Regions from separate parts of the Triticum aestivum genome. Here region 1 is linked to region 2. A link is a contact called in public Hi-C data. All regions are on one chromosome and are shown on one strand. Each heading gives the region's core, a stretch centred on a gene start, on an enhancer-like site or on the middle of the called end of the contact. The rest is flanking DNA. Distances are from core to core; before and after follow the strand shown. Region 1 has its middle 240 kb from the start of LOC123089378. Region 2 has its middle 390 kb from the start of LOC123093534.

The links. A called contact is a pair of places that touch in the nucleus more often than the background predicts.
Region 1: a contact with region 2 is called in a Hi-C map of leaf, with 4 times the contacts expected there. The contact joins two enhancer-like sites. A contact is called at or near these places in 3 of 5 Hi-C or Micro-C datasets (all in leaf).

The regions. Positions count from the first base shown.
Region 1 is chr4B:607,263,442-607,270,640 of IWGSC CS RefSeq v2.1, forward strand. No RefSeq gene overlaps it. Among protein-coding and RNA genes, the nearest start is that of LOC123089378, 240 kb to the right of the region's middle. Within about 2 kb of position 5,535, at least 4 of the 8 cell types and tissues checked have an H3K27ac peak or open chromatin away from gene starts, as enhancers often do. A contact at or near this core is called in leaf, where this site is marked.
Region 2 is chr4B:606,717,670-606,724,901 of IWGSC CS RefSeq v2.1, forward strand. No RefSeq gene overlaps it. Among protein-coding and RNA genes, the nearest start is that of LOC123093534, 390 kb to the left of the region's middle. Within about 2 kb of position 4,537, at least 1 of the 8 cell types and tissues checked has an H3K27ac peak or open chromatin away from gene starts, as enhancers often do. A contact at or near this core is called in leaf, where this site is marked.

The sequences.
Region 1 (7,199 bases), core at 4,285-6,784, 550 kb after region 2:
TGAATAATTGTCTATCTCCAACTTCATCCCACGATAGTGGTGTCCTGCACCTCCTTCCTTACAAGGCTTCGAATGGTTGTACTAAATTATAGCTTGGTACCCAAAGTTTCGTGCAACTGATTCCAAAACTTTGAAGTAAACTATGTTCCTCTATCTAATACGATGGTCCTCGGAACTCCATGCAGACATACGATCCTGGTCATGTATATCTTCACCAACTTAGCACTCATGTAAGTTGTGTTCACAGGGATGAAATAGGCTACCTTCGTCAAGCGATCTACTACAACCCAGATAGAGTCATAGCCTGAATTTGTCCTGGGTAATCCAGTGATAAAATCCATGCCTAATTTATCCCACTTCCATTCGGGTATCGGCAAAGGCTGTAGTAACCCTACTGGTTTCTGATGTTCTGCCTTAACTCTCTGACATACATCGCATACTGCTACATATTGTGCGATATTCTTCTTCATTCCTGTCCACCAAAAACCTTCCTTCAAATCCAGATACATCTTGGTGTTGCCTGAGTGAATCGAATAAGGCGAATCATGAGCCTCTTGAAGAATCAACTTCCTGATCTTGGGGTCATTGGGCACATAGATATGATCCTCAAACCATAGAGTCTCGTGTTCATCCTCACGAAAACCTTTAGCCTTTCCTTTACTCATTCTTTCCTTTATCTCTGCAATCTCCTTGTCAGTCTTTCTGAGCTTCTCGGATCTTTCCCAGTAAAGTGGACTGAATTTCCAATGCTGCAACATAACCTCTCGGAACTATCTCCAATTGAAGCTCTCGAAGGTCGTCAACTAACTCCTTAGGTAATCCTCCGGTTATGAGCGTGTTAACATAACTCTTGCGGCTCAACGCATTTGCTACGACATTGGCCTTTCCTGAATGATAATGCAATCTCTTGTCATATTCCTTTATGAGCTCCAACCATCTCCTTTGCCTGAGGTTCAACTCCTTCTGCGTGAAGATGTATTTCAAACTCTTATGATCCGTGTAAACATCACAACGGTTTTTGATGAGAAAGTTTCTCCATGTCTTAAGCACATGCACTACAGCTGCTAACTCCAAATCATGTGTGGTATAATTCAACTCATGAGGTCGAAGCTGTCGTGAGGCATATGAAACAACTTTTCCTTCTTGCATGAGAATACCTCCAAGTCCCTGACGTGAAGCGTTGCAATAGACTTGTAAATCCTTGCGTATGTCTGGGAGAATCAGCACTGGGGCTGTAACCAATCGTTTTTTCAACTCCTGAAAACTGGCCTCACACTCTTCACTCCATTTAAACTTGGTGTCCTTCTTCAATAACTCCGCCATGGGCTTCGCAATCTTGGAAAAATTCTCAATGTATCTTTGATAGTAACCTGCGAGTCCAAGAAAACTTCTGATCTCTCCAACTGAGGTGGGTGCCAACCACTCAGTGACAGACGCAACCTTGGTAGGGTCTACTGCTATTCCTTCTCCTGATATAACATGTCCGAGAAACCAACTTCCTTCAACCAAAACTGACATTTGCTGAACTTGGCATACAACTGATGTTCCCTGAGCTTCTCGAGAATCAAGCGCAAATGCTCCTTATGCTCTTCTTCATTCTTGGAGTAGACCAATATATCATCAATGAACACCACAACAAACTTGTCCAAAAACTCCATGAGCACCTTGTTCATCATACTCATGAAATAGGCAGGGGCATTAGTCAAACCAAACGACATAACTGTATACTCATATAGCCCATACCTCGTAGTAAAAGCTATCTTAGATATATCCTGCTCTCAGATCTTCAACTGGTGATAACCTGATCGAAGATCAATCTTGGAGAAAACCTTAGTTCCTTGCAGCTGGTCAAACAAATCATTGATCATCGACAGAGGGTATTTGTTCTTGATCATCACCTCATTCAGCGCACGATAATAATCACCATGACTACAAGAAATCCGTTAATACATGACGGTTCTATTCCTTCATGGATCAGTAGAAATATGTCATGCGTGCCCATTCATGACGGACTCGACATCCGTCATGTATATCGCGTCATAATTTGACATCGTACCGTCCTTGCCGGTTTTCGACCGTCATGGATCTGCCCTAGGAATTCTTCAATGACGTGCTTGTAACGGCGTTAACATGTTTGCCAGGTCATCATTTGACATGGCAGCCCATGTAGGAATCGACCCAATGGCCCACCAAATTTCAACTAGGTTCAAGAGTGGCAGCCCATATAGCAATCAACCCAATTAAAATTTTGGCCCATTAAACTATGGTCGGTCCAACGCCCACCAATTCACTGCAAGCGATACACCCGCCTCCTATCACATTTCCCTTCTCTTCGTCCATGGAAATTTTAAGACAATATGTTCTGCCTGAAAGAAATATATGCTCATTTCATTAAATTATATAAAATGAAGTTACATAAACAAACCAGGAAATACACCTGTACACGAGCAAAAAGATCCATAAAACTTAATACAAATTAAAATTACAAACATCTCCTAAAGAACCCTAAACTACTCTCGAGCTCCTGAAACGTCGGCGGTGCTCGCCATAAGCAAACTGGGGTTAATGCCCGTGCGTGGGAGACAACATTTTTGCAACCATCTCGCCTTGAACCATCCTTCAAAACGACACTCCGTCTCCATCGATGAAGAGTCCACAAATGTGTGTTACCTGCGTGTCAAGAAGCCCTAAGAATGGCTAAAAAACAGAAACGAAAAGGATGGGAAAATGAAAAGAAACACGGGAGAGAGACCTAGTGGCCTGGTGGGATCCCGCCGGTCCGATGCGGCAGAACTCGACCAAGCGCACCGTCAGTGGAGGCTGAAGTGGCACCTCCCGCACCCCGTAGTCAACGTGCCCGACCCATCCAGCCTCTGCACGCCCACGAGGCCACGAGGGACCTGGTCGCTCCTTGCAGCAATATGGGCACCATCTGCAGCAACTCCGTCGGTGCCACGTGCACTACAGGTCCGCCTTCAGGGGCGTCACCGCCTGTGAGACGAGGCTAACGTCCCGGCGGCACATGGTCGTTGTGCGATGCAGAGGGGAAGATCATCATGGATGAAGAGGTCGCGGCAGCTACCAACGCGGTGGTTGCGGGATGCAGAAGGGAAGATGGCCATGGATGGCGAGGTTGCGTCAGCTGCCACCCTTTTCCTTACTGAAGTGGAGGTGGCCATGGATGGGTAAGGTGGAGGACTGGTGGCGGTGGGTGGAGGATCTGGAGGGGGCGACCGAGATCCACTTCCTCCCGGTGGAAGAGAAGCGGGCTGTCTCGTGCTGGACAGAAGAAAACACAAGCAAGATAAGAGGTTTCCTTGCCGTTGGATCCTAGGGGAATAGACGGTTTGGATCTGCAATCCGTGGGATGCTTAGATCAGCCAATCACAACGCAGCTTTGCCCTCACGCTGGATCGCCACTTTGGCTGGAAACTCTAGTGGGCCTCTGTTGATAGTGAGGCCGGCCACGAATTCAATTTTTTTTTTCAATTATTCAAATAACCAAATAAGGCATCCTTTTAGGGTCGCTTCGAAAACCTAAAAAAGGAATAACTTCAAAAAAGAATTATCATATACTCACTCCGTCTCGTAATATAAGAGCGTTTTCTTACACTAGTGTAGTGTCAAAAACGCTCTTATATTACGGGGCGAAGTGAGTATATCACAATAAAATTTTAATGTAAGATTCTACATGGAAGTTGTTTTGTGGGATATTCCATAAAATGAATTTCCGCATGTCAACTGAAATGAATTCCAGTTCGACCTACATATATATCAAGTAAGGTCAAAAACATTGCCGGTCGTTTCCTTTACAATAGATATATTCTTAGTGGTGTATCTTTGAGTGTAGAAAAAGTTTCATTGTCAAACGAGGTACCAACTAGAACTTTGCCATCAAACCCAGATCGTTCCTCGTCGAAACCATGTTTTTTCATCAAAGATGTTCCGGCTTGCGTGCAGTGTATGTCATAAATTTTGTGAAACCTTTTCAACATTTTACTACAACCTCTGGAGGTTATATGATATGAGGGCACCATGCCAATATTTTTCAGACTTCATTTGTATTTTCCAGAATTACAAAACAATAAACTCCATCTTCAGGGTTAAGACTTGGCACCCTTGTGTTTGGAATTTCTTCATTTTCTTGGATAGGGCCAAAACATAGACTCTAGAACACATATATGATTTCTCAAATAATTTGTACCAACTTTTTTATTCAAATGTAGTTTAAAATTGAATTATATTCATTAAATTCCTAGAAATGCACTAAATGACTTACATATAGCACACAGACCCCCAAAAAATGCTCATCTTTCACATGGATCGTGCAATGGTGTATGTTGAGTGTAGAAAAAAAAAATCAAGGCCAACTGATGAAGCAGTGGTCGATTCGCCTCCAAACCTCACCTGTTATCTCTTGGAACCTAAATTCTTTTCTGGAGATGATCGAAATGGTAAGCAACTAGTTTGGGACACGTGAGGTCGAGGGCCCGAGTCTTGGGTGGTAGCCTTTTTATTAGTTTAGCATGAGTCGGACCACAACATTTAACTAAGACAACCAAAAAAAAGTGTTTGTGCATTTGAAAAAAGCATTCAAAATGTTTTTTGAAAAATCGCTTGTATTAAAAATTGTGGATGTATTTTTGAAAAACAATCATGCTTTGAAATAATTGACAACGTGTATTTTAAAAAATGTTCAACAAGTAGAAAATGCTCAAATAATTTTAATACATTTCTACAATGTATTATAGTTAAAAAAAATGCATGCTGTCACTGCTTTTAGTAATTGTATGTTTTTCAAGAATACAATGAATATACGCAATAATTGTGGGTGCTTGTGGTCATGAGTGAAGGACGTACTTTAAAAAATCACATAAGTTTTTAAAACAATTTTGTTTACCTCTTCAAGTTAACTATATAATGAAATGTAATAAAGATTCAAATACACAATAATTGTGTATTGGTAATTATTTTGGACTTTTCTTACATTTATTTTCAATTGGAAAAGCCAAAAGGAAAAGTAAAAACGAATTTGAAAACTAAATATATGAAAACCAGTAGTTGGTCATATAATTGGGCAAAAATATAACCATTTTATAAAAATACGCTGAACATGTTGTCATTTTTTAGTAGTTTGTAGTTTAGAAATACGATCATGATACACAATAATTGTGTGTGCTTGTAGTATGGAATGAATATATATTTTACATTTCCTTTTTTAAAATCCACACACATTTAAAAATAATCATGTTTACCTCTTCAAGCTAAAATATAATGAGATTGAATAAAATTTAAAATACACAACAATTTTATTTGTTAAAAAATAAATTTAAAAATAAACATGAACTAGATAAAATAAAATAAACTAAAATAAAAAACCAAGTAGAATATGCATAAAGAAAATCCTTAGAAGATACAATATGTATGAAAAAAAGTAACGTGCAGTACTGGGCCAGCCCACATGCTCGTGAAAGCGAGCGATATGTGTAGTCTTAAAAAAAGGTACTGCATTACCGCTAGTTGGTTTGTTAGCTTGCAGGGCTCTAACGGGAACTCCTATTGGACGCTCACTGCGGCAAGCAGTCGGCGCTTCGCACAGGGCAGGTGCGAGGAAGCGACCGAGTGGGCCGGCCCGTTTAGCGTTACAGCAGACCCCGGTTTTGGAACCTTCTATGATGTTTTCAGCCGGTTTTTTTCCGGTTTTGGGAACCTTCTAGAAGGTTCCTGAACCGGCTTTTTCTTTTTCAGTTTCTTTTTCGTTTTTCGTTTTTCTATTTCTCTTCTTTTACTTTTTTCTTTTCTTCAGTTTCCTTTTTTCTGTTTCTTTTTCCTTTTCATTTTTTTCTTTTCAAGTTTATTTTCAAAAAAAATCCGAATTTCAGTTTTTTTCCTGTTTTCCAGATTTTGTTCAAAAATTCAAAAAATGTTCCCATTTCACAAAATTTGTTCATAAATTTAAAAAATGTTCCTGCTTTCAAATTTTTGTTCTGAATTTTCAGAAAATGTTCCTGTTTTTTCAAAAATTGTTCAAATAATTTTTATTCATTTTTTGACAAATTTGAAAATTAAGTGCGTTGATTTAAAAAAGTGCCTGCTTTCAAAAATTGTTCACAAATTTAAAAAAGTGTTCTTATTTTTCAAAATTTTGTTCATGCTTTAAAAAATGTTCTTCTTTTTCAAAATTTTCAAAAAATGTTCTTATTTTTTAAATCATGTTCAGTTTATGCAGCTGAAAAATGTTCACCTATATAAAAAATGTTTGCACTTTCAAAAAATGTTCGAAGCACTAGAAAAAAGTTTCCGTTTCAACTGTTTGGTCATGTATATAAAAAATGTTCTCCTTTTCAAAATTGTTCTCAGTTAAAAGAAATTTTTTCTGAATTTAAAAAGTTGTCCCCGTTTTCAAACTTTGTTCACCAATTCCAAAAAAATTGTTCACAAATTTCAAAAATTGTTCTTATTTTCAAATTTTTGTTCATGTATGAAAAAATGTTCTTGTTTTACAAAAAATGTTCTTAGTTTTTGAAATCATGTTCAGTTTACGCAGCTGAAAAACGTTCACCTATATAAAAAATGTTCGCACTTTCAAAAAATGTACGAAGCACTAGAAAAAAGTTTCCGTTTCAACTGTTTGGTCATGTATATAAAAAATGTTCTCCTTTTCAAAATTGTTCTCAGTTAAAAGAAATTTATTTTGAATTTAAAAATCGGACGCTCGCTGTGGCAAGCAGTCGGCTTTTCGCACACAAGCAGCTTGGCTGGGCCGGCCCATATTGCGGGTGCGCCACATTCGTAGGTTAAAAATTGCAAAAAAGGAAAAGGGCTACTGGAATCGAACCCGAGACTTCCTATTGCTAAGCGCGATGAGCTAGCCGCCCCAACTAGCTACTTCTTATGGTAAATTCGCAGCGCGAACCTAAAGAAATTAACAGTAGCGAGAAAACATAAAATCTGAATACGCAAAATTACGATGAACCAAGGTGTGAGCGAGGCACCTGTCAACACAAGTAGGTAGCCACTATAGTTTCTAAGATTTCGTCCAAAAAAGGTAGCCCAACAAATATGAACTATAAACCGCGACAAAGGCTATACTTAAAAAAATTCAAACGTGAATTCTTTTGGCAAAAGTAAATATTTTCTGAAACACAACCATTTTATAATTTGTGAACAAAATTTTAAAAATTAGAACATTGTGTGAA
Region 2 (7,232 bases), core at 3,287-5,786:
CACGGCCCGCGGAGCTCGCCGTGGCGGTTAGTTATACGGACTCTCTGACCTTTCCTTCATTACATTGTGTCTGCGTCCGTCGATGATTACAATGCTAACGAGGAGTTGTGTGTTGCAGGCAGCGGTTGAGAAAGAGAGATTGAAGACCCAGGCGCTTTTGGAGGAGTCAAAAAGGGAGGCGGTGGAGAGGGAGAGGGAGAGGGAGGAGAGGATGGCTAAGATGTTGGAGGAGGAGAGGAACCGAAACGAGGAGTCTCACCGGGCCCTATACGAGCTCATCGTGGTACGTTTCTCGTGCATATTAGCCCAATCATGCACGTAATGTTCGCATTACTAACTAATATGACTGACTCGTGAGAACCAAATGTGCAGACCATGTGCGAGAAAAACGGTCAGGCCCCTCCACCGATGCCCTAGATTGCTCCGGCAGCCACAGTGAGTTTGATTTGAATGGTCCTTAGTTACTACTATTCACATTTCAGTTTGCATCATGCTAATGAGAGATTATTGGAAATGATCTTCGGTTCAGCATGGCTCCCGACAAGCATCGACCAATCCTTCCGCATCTGCCAATGACGGAACCCCGACCGGTCCTTCACCTCTGTCTGCCACTGGCGCAGCCCCGACCATTCCTACACCTCCGTGATAACGGTATTTTTCTTCTTATTTAGCCTGTTTAGTCCATTTATGACATAATTTAGCCTATTTAGTCCACAAATGACATAATAAGATGAAGAAAATCAAGGAAGAGGAAGGAAAGAAGGAATAGGAAGAAAAGAAGAGTCTTCTTCTTCTTCTTCTTCTTCTTCTTTTCCTCCTCTTACTTGTTTTTATTTGTAAATGGCATCATAACCTTACTAACCTCATAAATGTCATATACTTAGCTTGTTGTCCTCTAAAATGACACAATAAGCGTAGTTAGGTCAAAAATGGCATAATTTGCTACGTTAGCTCAAAAATGGCATTTTTTTTCTTCTTATTTAGCCTATTTAGTCCATTTATGACATAATTTAGCCTATTTAGTCCACAAATGACATAATAAGATGAAGGAAATCAAGAAAGAGGAAGAAAAGAAGGAATAGGAAGAAAAGAAGAAGAAGGAGAAGAAGACTAGAAGAAGAAGAAGGAGAAGAAGACTAGAATGTTGTCATAGATGGAGTTGTGTGTTGGATACATGAAGATACATCATATGTCTTGTGTGCCTGTGAAAAAAATATGTATATCTGTGTGTGAATTCCAATGAAATTAAATGGATATAACTAAAAACAGGGGATATATAGCCTCTTTGCCGTCTGCTAGCATAGCCTCTTTGCGGTCCGCTAGCAGACGGCAAAGAGGACACGTGGCAGCTACCTGTAGACACTGGAAACACTGGCTGCCTATTTGGTCAGCTATACCGTCTGCCAGCGGACGGCAAAGACCTTTGGATCTTTGTCGTCTGCTGGCAGACGGCATAGCTGGCCACGTGATAGCTTCCCAGTGATGGCCTAACTGAGCTCTTTGTCTTCCGTCAGCAGACGGCAAAGAGCTTCGACTCAGTGCCGTCCGCTGGCTGACGGCAAAGAGCGCCGTTAACCCCTAACGGCTTTGACGCCACCCCACTGTCGTCTGTTGTCTTTGCCATCTGCTGGTCTCAGATGGCGGACGGCACAATCATTTGCCGTCCGTTTCTAGGAAGCGGACGACAAAAAAGGCCTTTGCTGGCACCTGTTCAGACAGACAGTTTGACGTCTGCTGGCGGACGGCAAAGAAGTTTGTTGTCCGGGATCTATGCCTTTGCCGTCTGCCATGGCGGACGGCAAAGAAGCTGATTCCAGTAGTGCACGTGGGTGACCATAGATATCAGGTGGTTATTATGGGCCATATATGGTCTGGGCCAAAATCGATATATGGGTGGTTATTATGCCACTCGGAAGAGACTCTGGTAGAGTTACTCTAGGTCATGTATACGTATGACGCATCATCCATTCGTCCACGTCCGCGTCGGCAGCACAACCATGATCATACAGTTTTATTCTAGGATATTATTATTATACACATTTCAATAGACAGCTCATACAATCATCTCAACACACAAAGAACTGGACTGCAATTTCTTTGGGATTCTGCGCAGTGCTAATTCCTAGGTAGAGTACGGGCATCCGTTCGTCCACGTCGATCGGCAGCACAACCATGATCCCTCCCTAGGCAAACACAAGGCTATAGCGTCCCTTGTCAGTTCCAAAAATTTCTTTCTTGCTTCCCACGTCCCACCAGCTGCTCCGTAGTCCGTACGCGTCGTCGTCTCCTCCACAAGAATGCTCTCGCGCGTCGACAAAACAGAATGGTGGCGAATCAGACCACCGCTTCGGATGCGCCCGCCGGCCAACGTCCGACAGAAGGTGCATATGCATGCATGCATCCGCCACAACGGCTGCGTTGATGTAATACCGATGCCGCCGACGAGCAGCAAACCGCCTTGCCGTGCACACAGAAATGCAGCTGTAGCCCGTCGACGCCGCACGCCACTAAACGCTCAAATTTGTACTGGCTTCACCAAGTGCACCCTACCCTACTATACCAGCCTAGCTGGCGGATCTGCAAGGAGTCTAGGACGTCGCGCGCTCTATATATACCTTCCGCCCGGCGCCCCTCTCTGTCTCATCGTTCTCCAAGTCAACCTCTAGGTCAGCTAGCAAGGCCACCGACAGGGAGCTGATGGACTACGAGGTGCCGGAGTGCCAGGGATTCCCTGGGGTTGACGACGACCTGCGCGCGCTCGACGACTACAACTTCACGTGAGTGCCGTACATCTGGTTTTGTTCATTGTTCAGGGGAGCGAGTGTGATCATGACGGAACTTTGCAGCCCCGAGCTACTCGAGCTGCTGCTGCTTCAAGTGGACGACGGCGGTGGCGCGGGAAGCTCCGTCGCCCACGAAAACTTTCCGCCGTCGTCTCCTCTGCCAACGTACTATACCGCAGGCAACCCATCTGGGGAAGTGGTCGTGAGCGACGCCGAGATGGCGTCATGGCTCTGCCAGATCTACGAGCAGGAGGCTCCTGATGACCATAAGCCGCGGGGCGCTGCGACCGCGACAACGACCGAGGGAGGCAACACTGCGCCCAGAAGCTGCGGCGGCACCGCCACCGTGGGCACGCCAACCGCCAGCGTGGCAGCGGGTGGAGCAGCCGAGGGCAGACGTGGGCAGTTGAGCAGCGGCCGGAGACGGTCTTGTTCGGGAAAAGCTGCAGAGCAGGTAAGAAATGCACATATCAGGAGTTCGTATACGTTCGCCGGATGTATAGATATGGTTGGCTTAGTTTGCATGCATGCACGCAGAGGCGGCGGGACAAGATCAACGACAAGATGAGGACTTTACAGCAACTGATTCCCAGGTGCAGTAAGGTAATAACACTAGTAGTACTTTCGAAAATCATTTCCTAATTTGTATTTCTATCCATTTATACTAGAATGCCATGATTAAAATTTCTTACACTAATTTTGACCCAAACAGTACGCTCAAAAAAAAATTAGACCCAAACAAAATTAAGATGAAGTGCGTATGCATGGAGTAGTTTTGATGGGTATGTACATATGACCTATATGCGACTTTTTTTCATCAGACTGACAAGGTCTCGACGCTGGAGGAGGTCATCAAGTACATGAAATCACTCCAGCACCAAGTGCAGGTATATATCTATACCCATATCTTTTCGCGTTTCTTCCTTTTTCTTGACCGCGTTTGAAAGCCTATGTGCTGTACGTCCAAAAAGTAGGCAGAGAACTAGTTTCACTTGGCATGCGTTCAGGTGATGTCGGCCAGCCCGACGACGACGCCAATCTTTGCGCCGTCCTGCATGCAACTGGCGGGCTTGCAGGCTCCGGCGATGATGCCCCCTCGGTACCCGGTTTTCCCGACGGTGTACGCCTGTCCTCACCACGGTACGCCGCTGCTGCTGTCGCCGCCGGGGCCGCATACTCGTCGCCATCAGGTAGAACCTGCAAGATCACACGGCGGCCGGCAGCAGCTAATTGCTCATCGTCGTCGTACGTCTTGTCCGAACGACCTCACAGGTAAAGCATGCAGATTCACGTAACGTGTGTACTGTACGTGATCGACCAGCAAGGGTGATGATATCGCAACTACGGGACGTGAGCGGGGTGCGGTCTTACTGCAGCGCCACCGGCGCCGCAGTTCGCGCCACACGATCAGCGATGCAGCGCCGCGCCATGGTGACGGCGCAAAAGATGGACGTGTGACGCCGACGCGCATCTCACACCATAGAGCCGTCACGCTGTAACCAGTGTCCATGTGTAAAATGTCACGTATGTACCCGGTCGCTTATATAACTATGATGCGAGGAAGAAATGGAAAATGATGGGTATGGTCTCCCGGCAAAAAGGAAAGAGAAAAGGGGAAATGATGGGCATGATATCCCGACAAATAAGAAAAAGAAACCACATTTGCTAATGGGGGGCGCTAGGCGCCAACCAGCTGTTGAGGAGGAATAATCAGCTGTCTCCCATGCCGTTGGATCCAATCCCCGTAGCCGTTGGATTGGTCAACGCATCCCGCCCTTTCCCACCCAGGTTTTTCCTTTGCTGACGCTGGTAGCCCCCCTCCCCCACCCTGTGCGCCCCGTAAAACATCGAAGCGGCTTCCCACTAGAAGCACAACAACCTCCCTTCGCAGCTCCGACCATATATTCGTAGCATCGGCTAGCAACACGGCAGAAAAAAATCGGTGGCGGCACCCCCTCGCAGCACAACAGCGCCTCCTCAACATCCGGTTCACAGCATGGCGCCACCTCCCAAACACCGGCTCGTGCAGGTGGCCCTCACAGCAAGGGCTAGTTGCACAATGGTGGCGTCCCTCGAAGCATTGGGCTAGGAGTGGGATGGCGCCTACAACACCCGGCCCACTTCATAGCATGGGGTGCCTCCATGAATCCAGCTCATAGTACAGACGCCCCCGCATGCAGCACGCTGACTGCTGCAACGCAGCTGTGCATACTGGGAAGGGGCGCATTGCGGAAGCCTTGCAGCAGTGGTGGTCACAAATTGTTGCGGTAGAGGGATGCAGTGTCGTTATTGCTCATCGCAGCATCGTCGTTGGCCATCGCAGAAAGTCCATATGGTGACGTTAGATCCAGAAGAGGTTTCAGGTGAAGGTTGGGGTCAACGCACGGATAGGAGAAAAGAACGAGTGTGGCTGGGAGCTTCGGTCAGGACAAAGATTAGAAAGGAGATACGGTGTGCGGGCCCTACCTGGACATGTGGCGAGCATGGGATGCGGCTTACGCAAGAGAAAATAACAGTCAGTTGAAAACGAGTGGTTTTCATTTGCTTATCATCTGTCGGCTGAAAACATGATTTGTATAAGTCGATCCTAGGAGAAGAGGTAACACTAAGGTGGAAACGAGGGTGATGTGGCCGGCTATGGCGGACGAGACTTGCCTGCTCCCTGCGCGTGCTCCCATCCGTGCTCCCGCGTACATGACTTGATTTGATTGGAACAAAATAAGGCCCGGCCCCACCCTCTTAAAATCAGGGGGGAGATGATTAGATTAGAAAGGAGAAGGAAAAAATGACAGCCGTAGGATGAAGTGGGAGCACGGATGGAAATATGGAAAGGGAGCAGGCAAGCCGGATGCGGCTATGGCATCCCACGCGCTGCCCAGTCCCTAAAAAAATGCGCTGCCCAAGATGAGGCTCGTCTCAGGACCTTCTATACCGCTTGCTGCGCGTTGGGAGGAGACACAGCACACCCTGCGAGCACTGTACCTCGCATTAAGCGAGTGACCCTTTCGTCTCACTGAAGCTTTTTGCCCCGCGTTGTAGTGACTACACCGACCCAGTTCTATCTGCTTTTTTTCCTTCGCAAGTTCGTTTGCCAAGCTCGGTGTGGTGGTTTATTCCCGTTTTTTTCATTTCTTTTTCCTTTTTCTTTCTCTTTACTGTGTTTTTTAACTGCTTTTTTGTTCTTCTGTTTTCTTTGCTTTTCCAACGGTTTTCTTCCTTTCTTTGCCTATTTTCACCGGTTTGTTATTTTTTCGTTTTTTCTTGGTTTTCATTGGTTTTTTATTTTCATTCTTTCTTCAATTTTTATTTATTTATTTCTGGTTTTCATCGTTTTTTGTTTACTAAATTATTTTGCATTTGTTTCTTCTGGTTTTTTCATATTCTTTTTATTTTATTCAGTTTGTTTCTTTTTAGTTTTCATTTTTTTTCTTTGTTTCTTTTGGTTTTACTCTACTTTTTATTTATATGTCAACAATATTTTCCCAATACATGCTTAAATTTTTTCCAATAAAAATTTAATTTTTTTAATACGTGGTCAATATTTGGTTTTTTCTGTACATATTTTAAACATTTTTAATTGATTGATTCACATTTTTCGATACGAGATTAACATTTTTTTAATACAAGGTCAACATTATTTCTATACACCCTTCTAAATTTTTTCAAATGCTTGATTCACATGTTTCAAATACAAGATTAACATTTTCTAATACAAGGTTACAATTTTTTCTATGCACATATAATATTTTTCAAATGCTTGATTAACATTTTCTCAAGGCAATACTAACATTTTTACTAACACATTTGGTCAACATATAACAGTTGGTCAACATTTTTACTAACACATTTAACATTTATCAAATGCTTGACTAACATTTTTAAATACTTGTTTAACAATTTTATATACATGGTAAAAAATTCGCCATTTTTTAAGTATATAGTCAATATTTTTCCTATAAACATTTTACAAATTTCAAATACTTTTTCCACATCTGTTAAATGCTTGATTAAAAAAAATATTGATGATAAAAAAAATCATCAATGTTTAATACATTGTCAACACTTTTTCTTTACACATTTAACTTCGTCCAAATATTTGTTAAACATTTTTCAAACACTTGTTCAACATTTTTTGAAATGCTTGATTAATTTTTTTAAACATTTCTCATATACGTGGTCAACATTTTTCAAAATTTTAACATAGAGTTATTTTTTAAATACGTATATTTAAAATAATTGGAAGTATATGCAAAGCTAAAATAAATCAAAAACAAAATCAAAAAACCTGAAAAAAAACAGAAAACGAGGTTTTGTTTCATGCAGGTCTGGGCTTGCCCAACTCATGGCACCAAACCTTCAGCTAGGGTTCCCTCTATCTTGTTGAATGCGAGACATAGGGGATTTGTTGAAAATGTTAAAAGTGTATAGAAGAAATATTTTCCATATATT